Linked DNA regions of Mus musculus: region 1 is linked to region 2. Evidence: chromatin contacts called from public HiChIP or PLAC-seq data. All regions are on one chromosome and are shown on one strand. Each heading gives the region's core, a stretch centred on a gene start, on an enhancer-like site or on the middle of the called end of the contact. The rest is flanking DNA. Distances are from core to core; before and after follow the strand shown.

Region 1 (5,589 bases), core at 1,683-4,182, 260 kb before region 2:
GAAGACCAGCAGTTTCAACTACCCTGGAACCCTGAGACACTGAGCCACCGACCAGGCAGCATACACCAGATGATATGAAGCCCCCAAAACATATACAGCAGAGGACTGCCTGATCTGGCCTCAGTGAGAGAAGATTCACCTAACCCTTGAGAGACTTGAGGCCTCAGGGAGTGGGGAGGTTTGGTTAGGGGGAGGCAGAGTGGACACATCCTTTGGAGATGGAGGAGGAGGAATGAGATGAGGAACAGTTGGAAGGCAGACCAGGAGGAGGATAATGACTGGACTGTAAAAAGAGGAGGAGGAGGAGGAGAAAAAGAAGAAAAGGAAGAGGAGGAAGAGGAGGAGGAAGAAGAGGAGGAGGAGGAAGAAGAAAAGGCTTTCTTACATGGTCCCTTTTATAACTGTGCCTCCCTGTCTTCTCTACTCACTTCCTAAACAAATATCCCATTCTGATCTTTGTTTCATAAAATCTGAATATAAAATTTGTTGAATAAACCAATTCAAATAGCATATCTAGACATATATAGATATAGTGTATTTGTATTTAGGTTATAGTTTTAAATACAATACTCAGATTCTTATTTTCTTTCAATTATTTACTTATTTATTTACTTACTGACTTACATTTTTTTTGTTTTTTTTTAAATTAGGTATTTTCCTCACTTACATTTTCAATGCTATCCCAAAAGTCCCCCATACCCACCCCCCAATCCCCTACCCACCCACTCCCCCCTTTTGGCCCTGGGGTTCCCCTGTACTGGGGCATATAAAGTTTGCAAGTCATTTTAAAGATCTGTCTGTATTTTCCACATGGGTATAGCTCTTCCATCATATTCTCTCCTCCACCGATTGTGGTTGGTTCAACTCACGTCACCCAAATACTGCAGCCATGAGCATGTTAGCACTGTCTCATAATGGATCTATCTGTATGGAACTCTCTTTGGATTATTTATTAAGGAAAAGAACTTCCCTTAATAAGTAGAAGTAGAAAACTGGAGACATGGCTCACCAGTTAAGAACACTTGCTCCTGCAGAGGACTTGGCTTCAGCCCCAGAACTAGGACACACAGCCATCCATAACTCCAGTTCCAGGGATGAAACTCCCTCTTCTGACTTTCACAGACATCAGGCATGCATGCATATATATATGTAAAATGCTCATACCAATAAAGATAAAGAAAATGTAGATGAATACAGTGAGGGTCTTTTGAGTAAATCAGCCTGGTAGCCCTTCTGAATGATATATCAGTTTTATTTCCTACCAGTAACACAGCTGATCTCTTTACATCAGTAACACTGTCCACGGCTGCCATTACTTAGTCATCCACTCACTCCAGGAAGATATTGACAGTCTTATGGTTTGCATTTCCAGCATTTGAAATGGATGTGGGTACCTCTCTGTTAACTTTTTAACTCCTTTGTATACATTGCTATTTCTACTGAATTTTCTGTCTGGTTTTTACATCTCCCCTTCTTCAGCTACTGTGGTATATGCTAATTACTTTTATGTGTGATATCCTTAACTAAACAGATTCTTAATTGTGATGAAAATATGACCAGCTATCTTCTTATGCTTTATAGTTTAAAAGCCTTTTTTACCTTAAATTGATTTCTCCATGCAACTAAATAAAATGTATTCATGTGTTCTCTTCTATCACCTTTGTTAGGACTGAGCTTTGTTTTGTTTGTTTGTGCCAGGGTCTCACTATATGATGCAGGCTGATCTTGAACTATCAACCTCTTGAACTTGAGAGTCTGAGGATTACAGATGTGCAACCACTGCAGTCCAATGTTCTATTACACATGACAGTTGTTTTTTGATATAGGCATTTAAATGATAAGTACACAGTAAAGTACTAGATTAGCACAGAGAACCAAACTTACTAGTATAATTAATACACAGCCTGTTCTTTCCTGCTGGTCTGTGTCCTCACTTCTTTCTTTGTAAAATAAAAAGAATCACTGGCTTCTCCCACTAGGACCAACATGAGATTAAATTAAGAACTGTGCAATGTTGTGACATCTGAATTTCCAGTTCAAAGAAACTGATTCTTTAACACTCAATGTTCTGTCTTTTATAAAATATACGTGTAATTATGTCAAATGTTTTGGGCCCAAAATTTTATCAAGTAATTATGTCGACACCTTCACATATAAAACATCTAATGGGCACCTTGAGTAACTAGCTTACCTCTGCTCATCTAAACTAATTTCTAGGCCCAGTTCTTCACAGGAAGTATGCTTAGCCTTGCAAGGTTTCCAAAGAACTGACGGCCTGTCCTTGAAGACATAAAAAATGAAGTCTGGTATGACGCATCTGAAAGATTGCTGTGTTTTGTTGCTTTTGAGTTTATAAAGAGCTTTTTCTGCATAGTCAGTACTCAGTAATTATTTCTACATTTTCTTGCATTTACTTCCCTTTCAAAAATAAAACCTCTGATGATAAATTTTAAACGCATATTTTTTAATGAAAAAAAAAGCCCACAAACTCTAATTTCAAATATTATTTCTGGGCCGAAAGAAAAGAAAAAGACTAAAGAGGCCATCTCTCAAAAGCTGCTGCCACAACACAAAAGGCTATACCAAAGTCCCTGTCCTGCCTCTACCCAGATGGTTTCTCGTGCACGACACTGAAAAATTAACTTTCAAATTACACTTCACATTATTTTGTCTCTTCCTTAAACCTCAGAGATGCAGCTGCAATTAGAAATGTATCCTCAGATTTCCATCAGACCTAAGTAGGAATCTGAAGATAATGAACTCGTTAGTAATGAAAAAGTGCATTTGCACAATAATTGTGTTGGGAAGGCTACATACATTACTGCACTATATTATTGTCCAACACTATTAGACCAATGAAATGACTAGGGCTGTAGAAAGATGCTGCTTGGTTTTCTAATTACTATTAGAGAATGCCTGCCTCCTGAGCCCAGCCTCAGAGGCTTCGCTTTTGAGTCGTCTGCAGCTTATGCAGCCTCTCATGCATTATACATGACACCCATATGGCCATTTGTGATGCAAGGTCTCTGGAGGAAGGATTCATAGCATCATCTTCCCTGCAGGAGGAGAAAAAGTGAGAAAAACAACAAAGAAGGCAGAAAACTGGGAATAGTGTTGGGAGGGAAAGAAGACCACTGGGTAACGCTGGATCTCAGACAAAGGTGAGTCAAATTATAATAAACACATGTATTTCAAAAAGAGCAAAAGAGAGGATTTCAGTGCTCTCACTACAAAGAAATGGCATATACTTGAGGTGGGAATATGCTCGTTATCTGGATCTGATTCTTCCACAATGTTTGCAATGGCTCATAATATCCCAATATACTTAAACCTATACAGTTATGTCAATTGAAAATACAAGGAAGGAAAGAAGGAAGGGAGGGAGGGGAAAGGGAGGGAGAGGGGGAGAGAGGGAGGAATGGAAGGAGGGGGAGAATGAAAAATGGAAGGAGGAAGAAAGGATGAGAAGGGAGGGAAGAAAGTTGGAAGGGAGAGAAGGGGGAAGAAGGAAGTAGAACTGAGAGAATGGGCTTCATTTTTAGAATTCTGATTTATATTTTTACAACTACATCCATGAGAGTTCCTAAGCAAGGCTAGTCTCTGTCATTTCTGATAAGTAACTCATTCCTGTCATTTACCCAGGTAAGAAAATTCAGTGGTAGCTACAGAAATGGCTTGAGGACCTGTGTTCAATTCTCATCACCTGCATGGTGATTCACAATAATCTATAAGTCCAATTCCAGGCGATCTGACTTCTGCACACACCAAGCACACACACAATGCACATACATGCAGGCAAGTGAAACATTCACACATAAAATAAAATGAATAAGTCTAATCTAAAAGTTTTTAAAGAAAAAGAAGGCTGAGTTTTTGCCAAAGAGATCTAATGCACATGAAGCTTGGCTTTCAAGGATTCACATTTAATACTAGTATTTAAAAGCACCTATTAGGGTAATAATCTAGCAATATTTTCTTAACTTTGGTCAAATATATGAAATATGTCTTAAAATAAAGTGTAGAAATTCTCTGATATGCTCAGAATCTCCCTGGAGCATGGTACACAAGATATTAATCATAGAAATAATTCCTCCAAACGTGCTTGCAGTACATCTATACAAAAACCACTGCAGTTGTATCTGTTTCTGTTTCTCTTCCCTAGGACTTGAAAATATTAAGATTCACTTGATTTTAAAGACACTACCTATTATAATAATATCAAATAAGAATTGAGCACAATGGGGTCCAGGTATGAAGCAAAGACTCAAAAGTCATTATTTTGTTTTTTTCTTCTATAGACAAAACTGTTAAATTTGTGTTAATATTACTCTTATTATTTCCAACTTACAACAGAGAAAAATAAGTCTCATACATTTTTATTTTTATAATTCATTATTGCCCATTTATTTAGTGTATGTTCGTGCATGTGTGCGCGCGCACACACACACACACACACACACACACACACACATCCGCCATAGCATACCTGTGAAATGAGGAGATAATCTGTGAGTTCTCTCCTTTCAAAATGTATGTCCTGGAGAATGAACTCAGGTCGTTGTGCCTGGAGGAAGTGCCTCTACCCTCTGAGTCATCTGCTCAACTCTATAATTGTAATTTTTAAATATAAAATAAACATTTTATTTTTGTTCTTGTAACTGTATTGGTAAATTAATGCAACATTGTCTTTACTTTCATAGGCCATCTTGCCCAGAGAAATGTACACAGTATTGAAACTTAATTGGTCATTTTTTGGTTATTTTCCTTTTCTTAAGAAAAGCAGTAAACTTAGTAACCCCATGAAACTAGGAGTAGTTATATTAATAACATTTAGCCAGTTGAGCTATTGAATGTCATACTGCTCTCATTTTCATTTTCAAAATCTTCCTATACATCATTCTACATTGTTTTTCAAATATAAATGTTAATTTTCTAATTAAATATTTACCATATTAAAAATATTTTTAAAGAATTTGATACAGGTTAGCAGCAGTGGGTAGAACACAGGCACACAAGTAAGCCTGCACAAATTTTCTATATTTATTTTGAAATGGAGCAGGGCTCCAAGGAGTCATTCTATTTTACTATTCCCATAAAGGTGGTATTTTTCCCTTTATGGATCTGGCTTCTTGCCCTGACTTCTATGCAGTTAGATGCCTAAGCAAGCTCAAGATCCGACATTTTCAGCCTGCTCTTTTTTTTAGTGAAAGATGAGGACTCACCCTCATGACCATCCATGGCTCAACTTGTGCCTGGTACATCATTGATTCCTTAGTAATTGAACGAGACATTTATCTGCTCTCCCAATAACTAAGGTTATGAACTGCTATGTGTAAGTTGAAAATGAACAGGTAAAAGGATATTCTCCTTTGTAATAACAAAACTACAATTTACTGTGTTATGCAGTTCTCTTGAGGAAAACATGATCCTCAGGAAATACTAGTTCAATTACAATGAGAAAAAAATTGGGGGACTGAACAGGTGGCTCAGCAGTTAATGACTGTGCTGCTCTTCCAGAAGATCTACGGTTTTTCCTCAGCGCCCACACTGGGAATCCCACAATTACCAACTCCAGGGGATCCAAAACTC
Region 2 (6,175 bases), core at 1,546-4,045:
CAAATATTTTTTAAGAGGGGGGCTTCTTATCCTGTGTGTTGAGACACTTGTTAGAGGAAATGGAAATGTCAAACAACCTTGATTTAATCATTAAACAATATATACTTGCATTATAAGCTGTCATGTCTCTTCCCCATAAATTTGAACTCAAGGAAATTCTCCTTACTAGTTCTATTTTAAAAAGTGTATATTGCTAGTAAAAGCTAGGCATGGTTTTAGGTTTTGTTTAAACAGGAGATGAGATGTATAGTTTCTAAGCAGCACTTCATAGATGGCAGCCAGCAGGAGGCTGATGAAGGAGTGTGAAGAGACCTGAAAATGTGGGATGAAATCTTCCCTAACACCCAGGTTGACAAACGTAATTGACTGACTTGACAAGGGCTTATTGTTCCTGACGGCCCTCCATATGATGCCTTCAGAACTGAAATAAACTTTCCAGCAAAGTATCCACTCAAACCACCCAACATCACATTTAAAACAAAGATCTACCACCCTGACATTGATGAAAAGGGGCAGATCTGTCTGCAGGTAATTACTGCTGAAAACTGGAACCTAGCCACCAAGACTGGCCAAGCAATTCAGCCCCTGGCAGCACTGGTGAACAGCCCCAGCCTCCGTACCCACTCTGGGCTGACCTAGCTGAAGAATTCTCTAAGTACCGTAGAAAATTCTGTAAGAATACTTTAGGGTTTACATTTTTAAAAAAAATGGGGGAAAATCGACCTGTGGACTAAAATCTACCATAACCTGGTGCAGTGTATTCAGATACCCCACAAAGCACAAATCTGGAAAACTGACATGTGCCACCAACCGGCATCTGTGTGTGACAGTTACCAACTTTCTACAGTTTTCTTAATCAAAAATGGTCTAGGTAACCTGTAAAGAAGGATTAGAAAATTCAGATGATCTAAGAAAAGAAAGAAAGAAAGACAGACAGACTAGCACGTCATGAAATTTCAGCCTTTTTGTGCATTAATTTCAAAAACTCTACAAGGAAATAAGGCACAGATGACCACAGAGGGGACTAAAGCCCAAGCTTTCAAAGTGGGACAAAAAAAAAAAAAAAAAACGAGACTGTGGAAAAGTTAAATGTATCATTTAAATAAATACAAGCTGAGGCGATTTGCATAACAATTGGCATCCATTTTTGCATCGGCCAGTATTATGGAAAAGGGGATTGTGATGATTTGTGTCTGTGTTTATGTGAAGTCTAGCTAGCTGTGCAGAGGAGTGAAGAACTGGGCTGCATCAGAAGTCGCCTTCTGAGCTGACTCTCTGGATTTCCTTTGAACTCGTTTTCAACATTATGCTATGCAGCAGCTTGTCTTTGTGTTGGTAGAAGGAGAAGGAAAAACACAGGAGACTAGGCTTTAGTTTCTAAATTAAAGCTCTGCTGGGCTGATTGCTCAAGTGGCTTTTCAAAGGCAAAACAAGTGGGGACATTAAAATTCCTGTTTCTGTAGGACCACTAACTGAGCCCAACACCACCACCGCCACCTTTTGTTGTTGTTGTTGTTGTTGTTGTTGTTGTTGTTGTTCTCAATACCAAATAGAGCAGGTTCCAGTGTATCTTACAGACACCTTAAACGGACTCAAGGTATTTTTGTTTGGTTTGGTTTGGTTTGGTTTGGTTTGGTTTTCTCCCCAATTTGATTGGTATTTAGAGAAGATAACGGAAAATGAAATGCAAAAATCCAGACAGGGAATATGACGAGGGGTCTTTTGTTATTGAATTTCTGAACCTGGGAGTTCTGAGTCCTCAACCTTCCACATTTTTCTTGATAGTGAACCCAAGGTTCAGAAGTTAAACCCTCGAAGTCCCGCCCTTTTTTATACTACCCTATGCTGCCCCTACCGTTAGATGGAGAAACTGCAGGTAAAGGTTAGTGGAGAGAAGGCGATCTGGGGAGGATAAGGATTAACTAACTACCTGAGCCCAGATGCTTAGAGTTTTGTCTTAACTAAAGAAAACAAAACAAAACCGCACTCTTGTTCTAGAATGAGTGAGCTGCCGCTAACTATCTATGAAGCTCAAGAATCACCCTGGAGGTCTTTAATGATAAAATATTAAACTAAAAATAAGCCAGAAATTACAGGTTTATTTTTCACTAAACAGACAATTGAAATACATGGTACAAAAATAAGTGGTAAGATTATTGTAAATTGAAAAATGGACAGAATAAATATTCAATTTAATTTTCCATCTATGAGAATTTCACAATAAAATCATAATTTACTTTGTATTATTAAAAAAAAAAAAAAAAGAATCACCCTGGAGAACATAGCTCGATCTCCCCTCCCCCATCTCCTTCCACGGGATGCAAAGGACGTCGTCCTGAAACATTTCCTGAGCCAGTTCTTTTACAATACACTTTCTCATTTGGGTCTAAGGGGTTTCTTTCTACCCTTTCTCTCGACGTGAAGCCAAGTCATATTGGCACCTCAGGTGGACAGGAACGATAACCCTCTTGTGCTCGCACACGTCCAGAGGACCATCCCTGTCACCTCCTTCACAGTTACACGCAGTAGGAAGACCCTAGAGGATAGTTGGAGGGACGTGCTTTTGAGGGCACTGATGGACAGCTATAAAAAGCGAGGAGAAAAATCGAGGGGAGGGGGGTCTGTTGCCGTCGTGGCGGCGCGGAGTGCGAACACCGCACGCGTCCGGCTGACAACAGGCAGAGCCCGCAGCAGGACCGTGATGAGCCGGGTGGGTAAAGGCAGCGCTGCGGGCCCGGAGGGCGGCGCAGAGGGCGGCGCTGGCGGCGTGAAAGGCGCCTTTGTGCAAGCCGGTGTGTAGGACCGCGGGAGAGGAGAGAGCAGGACCTGGAAACGGGGAGAGGCGTACCACGCTCCCTGCCGTCGGGTCTCCAGCAGGACAGTAGGGTAGAGCGGTGGACTGGGGACCGGCGCTGCAGAGGTTGTCTGCCTCTGTGGCCGTGGGGCAGGGGTGGGAAGAGAACAGTTTGGAGGAAGTTGGGGAGAGGGACCTGTCTCCCCGCCCTCTCCGCCTAGGTGACAGAGAGGCCCCGCTGGCTGGCAGGGTGCAAGCACTGCCCCGGAGCTCACTCGGGAACCGGCATCTGGAGAGCGGCCCCCGGGTGGAGCCGCCCGCCTGCCGCCCACCTGGGGCAGAGTGGCGGGCGCGGCGTGGCCTCCCTCCTGCGCCCCGGCCGCGTGGCTTGCGGCTTATTTTCCCAGCTGGCAAGCGTCGCGCTGCAGACAAGGGAATGCCTGTGGTGAGTTGTTTATTTTGTTGAAGTTTGCGGTGGGCCCGGAGGACGGTGGGGGGGGGGCGAATAGCAGGCAGCGGCCGGGACTGTTTTGTTTAGGTCTTGGTCCACCTGTGTGGTATAAATCTGCCAGGCTCCGGGCTGTGGGGTCCAGGGTGAGAAAGCCCTGGCGTTCCAAAAGCTCCTGGCCACGTTTAATTTGCAATGCCTGGAACCGACTAGAGTCTAAGGAAGGCTGCTCCCCAACCCCCAGCTTTCCGTAGACGCTTCCCCTAAGGGACAGTCGCCTCCTATGACCTGGGAACAGCTGGCCACTGAAGTTTCCCCATTCCCTTCCCCATTCCTCGGGGGTAATGGAGCTGAAGCTTTAATGTGAGAGGAGCCCAAGAAAACAGAGACAAACTTATCGTGGGGGCGGGGGTGGTGTGAAGTTCGTTCAGGGGTGTTGGGTCGGACTGCTTCTACAAACTGGGATCCTGTGTTGGCCAATTTCCCAAACTAGACTGGTGAAAGGCTGGCTGGCTCCTGAGGGAGCCCATAGGAACCCCTGGGGCTGATGTTAGTACAGCCTCGGCTTCGTTTGCCTGGAAGAAAAGCCTAAATACATTAGTGAGAGGGTAAAGCTTTTAAGGCCTTCTTGGGAGTGAGTGGCTGGCTAATGAGAGGTTAATTTTGTTTCGAAGGGAAGGCTGTGCTGGTTTCCTGAGATAAATGGACAGGAAGCACATTACCTCCAAGCACTGGCAAGCGGCTCCCAAATGCTTTTTGCACCTGCCGCTTCTAGCCCTGAGAGCCAGAAGCGAGCCCTACTGGAGTCTGTTAGGGATCAAGGGGCCGGGGATGCAACCCCTTGCACTCTCCGTGGTCTCTCTCTCTTTCTCCAGGGGCTCAGCGCTCACACGGAGCCCTGGGGCTCTTCTCTTACACCTAGGTCCTGCGTGTTCCGGAGCTCGGGGGCATCCTGATCCCGCTGAGCCCCTTCCAGGTGCAGAAGGGTTAACAATGATGTAAGTACAAGCCAGGCGCTACATGCTGCTGGACTCTGGGCTATTCCAGCCCCTTATTTTCAAACACTGTGGAGCAACGAGCAGCAGGGGAGCCCTTACTCCGGAATGGGTTACACAAATAGCTTATTGCAGACTTCTCTGTCCTGGGTGAGCTGTTAAGCAGAGACCCTCATGTTAGGTTTCTGGGTTTGGAGATACAGTACCTGGGGAACAGTTAAGACACTATGTAAGGATTTGGGAAATGAAACTGCATCATGTTTAGAATCTATTAACGTTTCTGGCATCCGTTTTAATTACCCAATTGCATGCCCATGGTGTAGTATGCTTTGCTGGGTCTCTTAGATGCACTGTTCTGTTCTCACCACTCCTCGAAAACAAAGGGGAAGAGAGAAAGAATGCAGATGGCAAGACACAAGGTGGATTTGGGGGTTGCTCAAGTTTCCAGTCATCTCACTTTTTTTCCTAATTAAAATGTAAAACTTTTATAATCCTCACATTTGTTCTAGCTTCCTCCCTGGGTTTTTCTTTGTCCCGTCCCAAATTCTGCTTTAACCTGATGCATGGGAGCTTTGACGAGTGGCCACCCTATAACCAGCCATTCAACATGCTCTTGGTTTCCAAGCTGATTTCAAATCTTGCTAACTAACATCCAGATTCACCCCAGACTGTATCAATGAACCCGATGTCATGAAAATAGGAACCACCTTGTACTTTATTTTTAAAAAAAATAGCATTTTCCTCTAGCAGCTGAACACTTCGCTGTAATAAAAAGTGAATTGTTAGGCATACATGTCTTAAGCTTGTCAAATTTTACAACAGAGGTGCAGTAAAACACCTTAAAGATGATTCTCCTCCCCCACCACCACCACCCCAGTTTTTTTTCCTTGATATCAGGATTTGAAGCAACTCGAGGGTGCCCTCTACTGATAAGAATATCTAGACCCCCTTGTATTTAAAATATATATATATATATATATATATATATATACATACATATATACACACAAGATAGTGCAGAAAAAGCGAAGTCATCAGCAGAAAGACTCCAAATTGAATGTACTGATCTTTAACCTTTTGTTTATATGAGATGTAATGATAGCCTAATGTACCTTTGGGGATATAATTAAATATTGAGGTAAGAAAACTCTACACTTTGCTGTTAATCAGCTATCTAAAAGCACTTAAAATCTTTGTATAAGAACATTTTGCCTGCATGTGTGTCTGTGCACCATGTGTGTGTTTGGTGCCTGTGAACGTGAAGGGGTCTCGAATCCCCTGGAACTGGAGTTACAGACTATCGTGAGTTGCCGGTGGGCATTGAGAAGTGAACCTAAGGTCTTTTGGGAGAGCAGCCACTGCTCTTAACCACTCAACCATCTCTACAGCTCCAAGCTAAAAGAACTTTTAAGAAGAGCATCATGTGATCACTCTTTAAAAGAAAGATGCTTATTAATATTTTCTGAACTGTGTTTCGTCTATTATATGTAGTAACTGCAAGATGGTAAAAATGTTTGTCCTGATAGCATTTAGTATACACCATTATGTAAAGCTGTCAGATTCTTCCAGCCCTCCCCCCATGAAAAGTCATTTCTCCAGGCAACTCTGAGGCTATTATTAAGCATATTAAAGATAGACATAAGGCTTGGATTATATCTTGAGTAGTGAAAGGTGTGTTTACCACTTGAATCATCATGGCCTGTAATAAGTAATGAAAAATTACAGTAAAAACAGACAGGTCTCCTTCATTAGGGATCTGGTGGTTTGAGGAATCCACAGTGTGTCTAATGAATAAGATGGGGAGACTTAAGGCTTGCCCCCCAATTATCCTTGGTCATTGATCAGCACACTGTAACATGTGGAATATTAATGTGCCTGTAGTTGATAGGAGATTCCTAATTAGAGATTCTGGGTAATGTAGCAGGTGAAGTTGCAAAC

Evidence for each region. HiChIP or PLAC-seq counts read pairs in DNA pulled down with a chosen protein or histone mark.
Region 1: an H3K4me3 HiChIP or PLAC-seq map of neural tube shows a contact between it and region 2, with 5 times the contacts expected there. The contact joins the enhancer-like site here to the promoter of Rgmb in region 2. A contact is called at or near these places in 8 of 39 promoter capture datasets (the 3T3-L1 cell line, cranial neural crest, embryonic stem cells and 2 more), 1 of 15 datasets of contacts at CTCF or cohesin (stem cell-derived epiblast-like cells), 1 of 484 Hi-C or Micro-C datasets (myeloid progenitors), 14 of 115 datasets of contacts at active chromatin or transcription factors (astrocytes, craniofacial prominence, differentiating embryonic stem cells and 9 more) and 2 of 9 other capture datasets (embryonic stem cells and pancreatic islet).

Annotation. Positions count from the first base shown.
Region 1 is chr17:16,086,749-16,092,337 of GRCm38.p6, reverse strand. No RefSeq gene overlaps it. Among named protein-coding and RNA genes, the nearest start is that of Gm41534, 150 kb to the left of the region's middle. Within about 2 kb of position 2,932, at least 25 of the 459 cell types and tissues checked have an H3K27ac peak or open chromatin away from gene starts, as enhancers often do. A contact at or near this core is called in embryonic basal ganglia, embryonic forebrain and neural tube, where this site is marked.
Region 2 is chr17:15,827,685-15,833,859 of GRCm38.p6, reverse strand. It overlaps Rgmb (repulsive guidance molecule family member B), which reads left to right and starts at 2,795. Exons shown (of 5, transcript NM_001372257.1): 1 at 2,795-3,239; 2 at 4,165-4,240. The coding sequence starts at 4,236. It also overlaps the pseudogene Gm3292.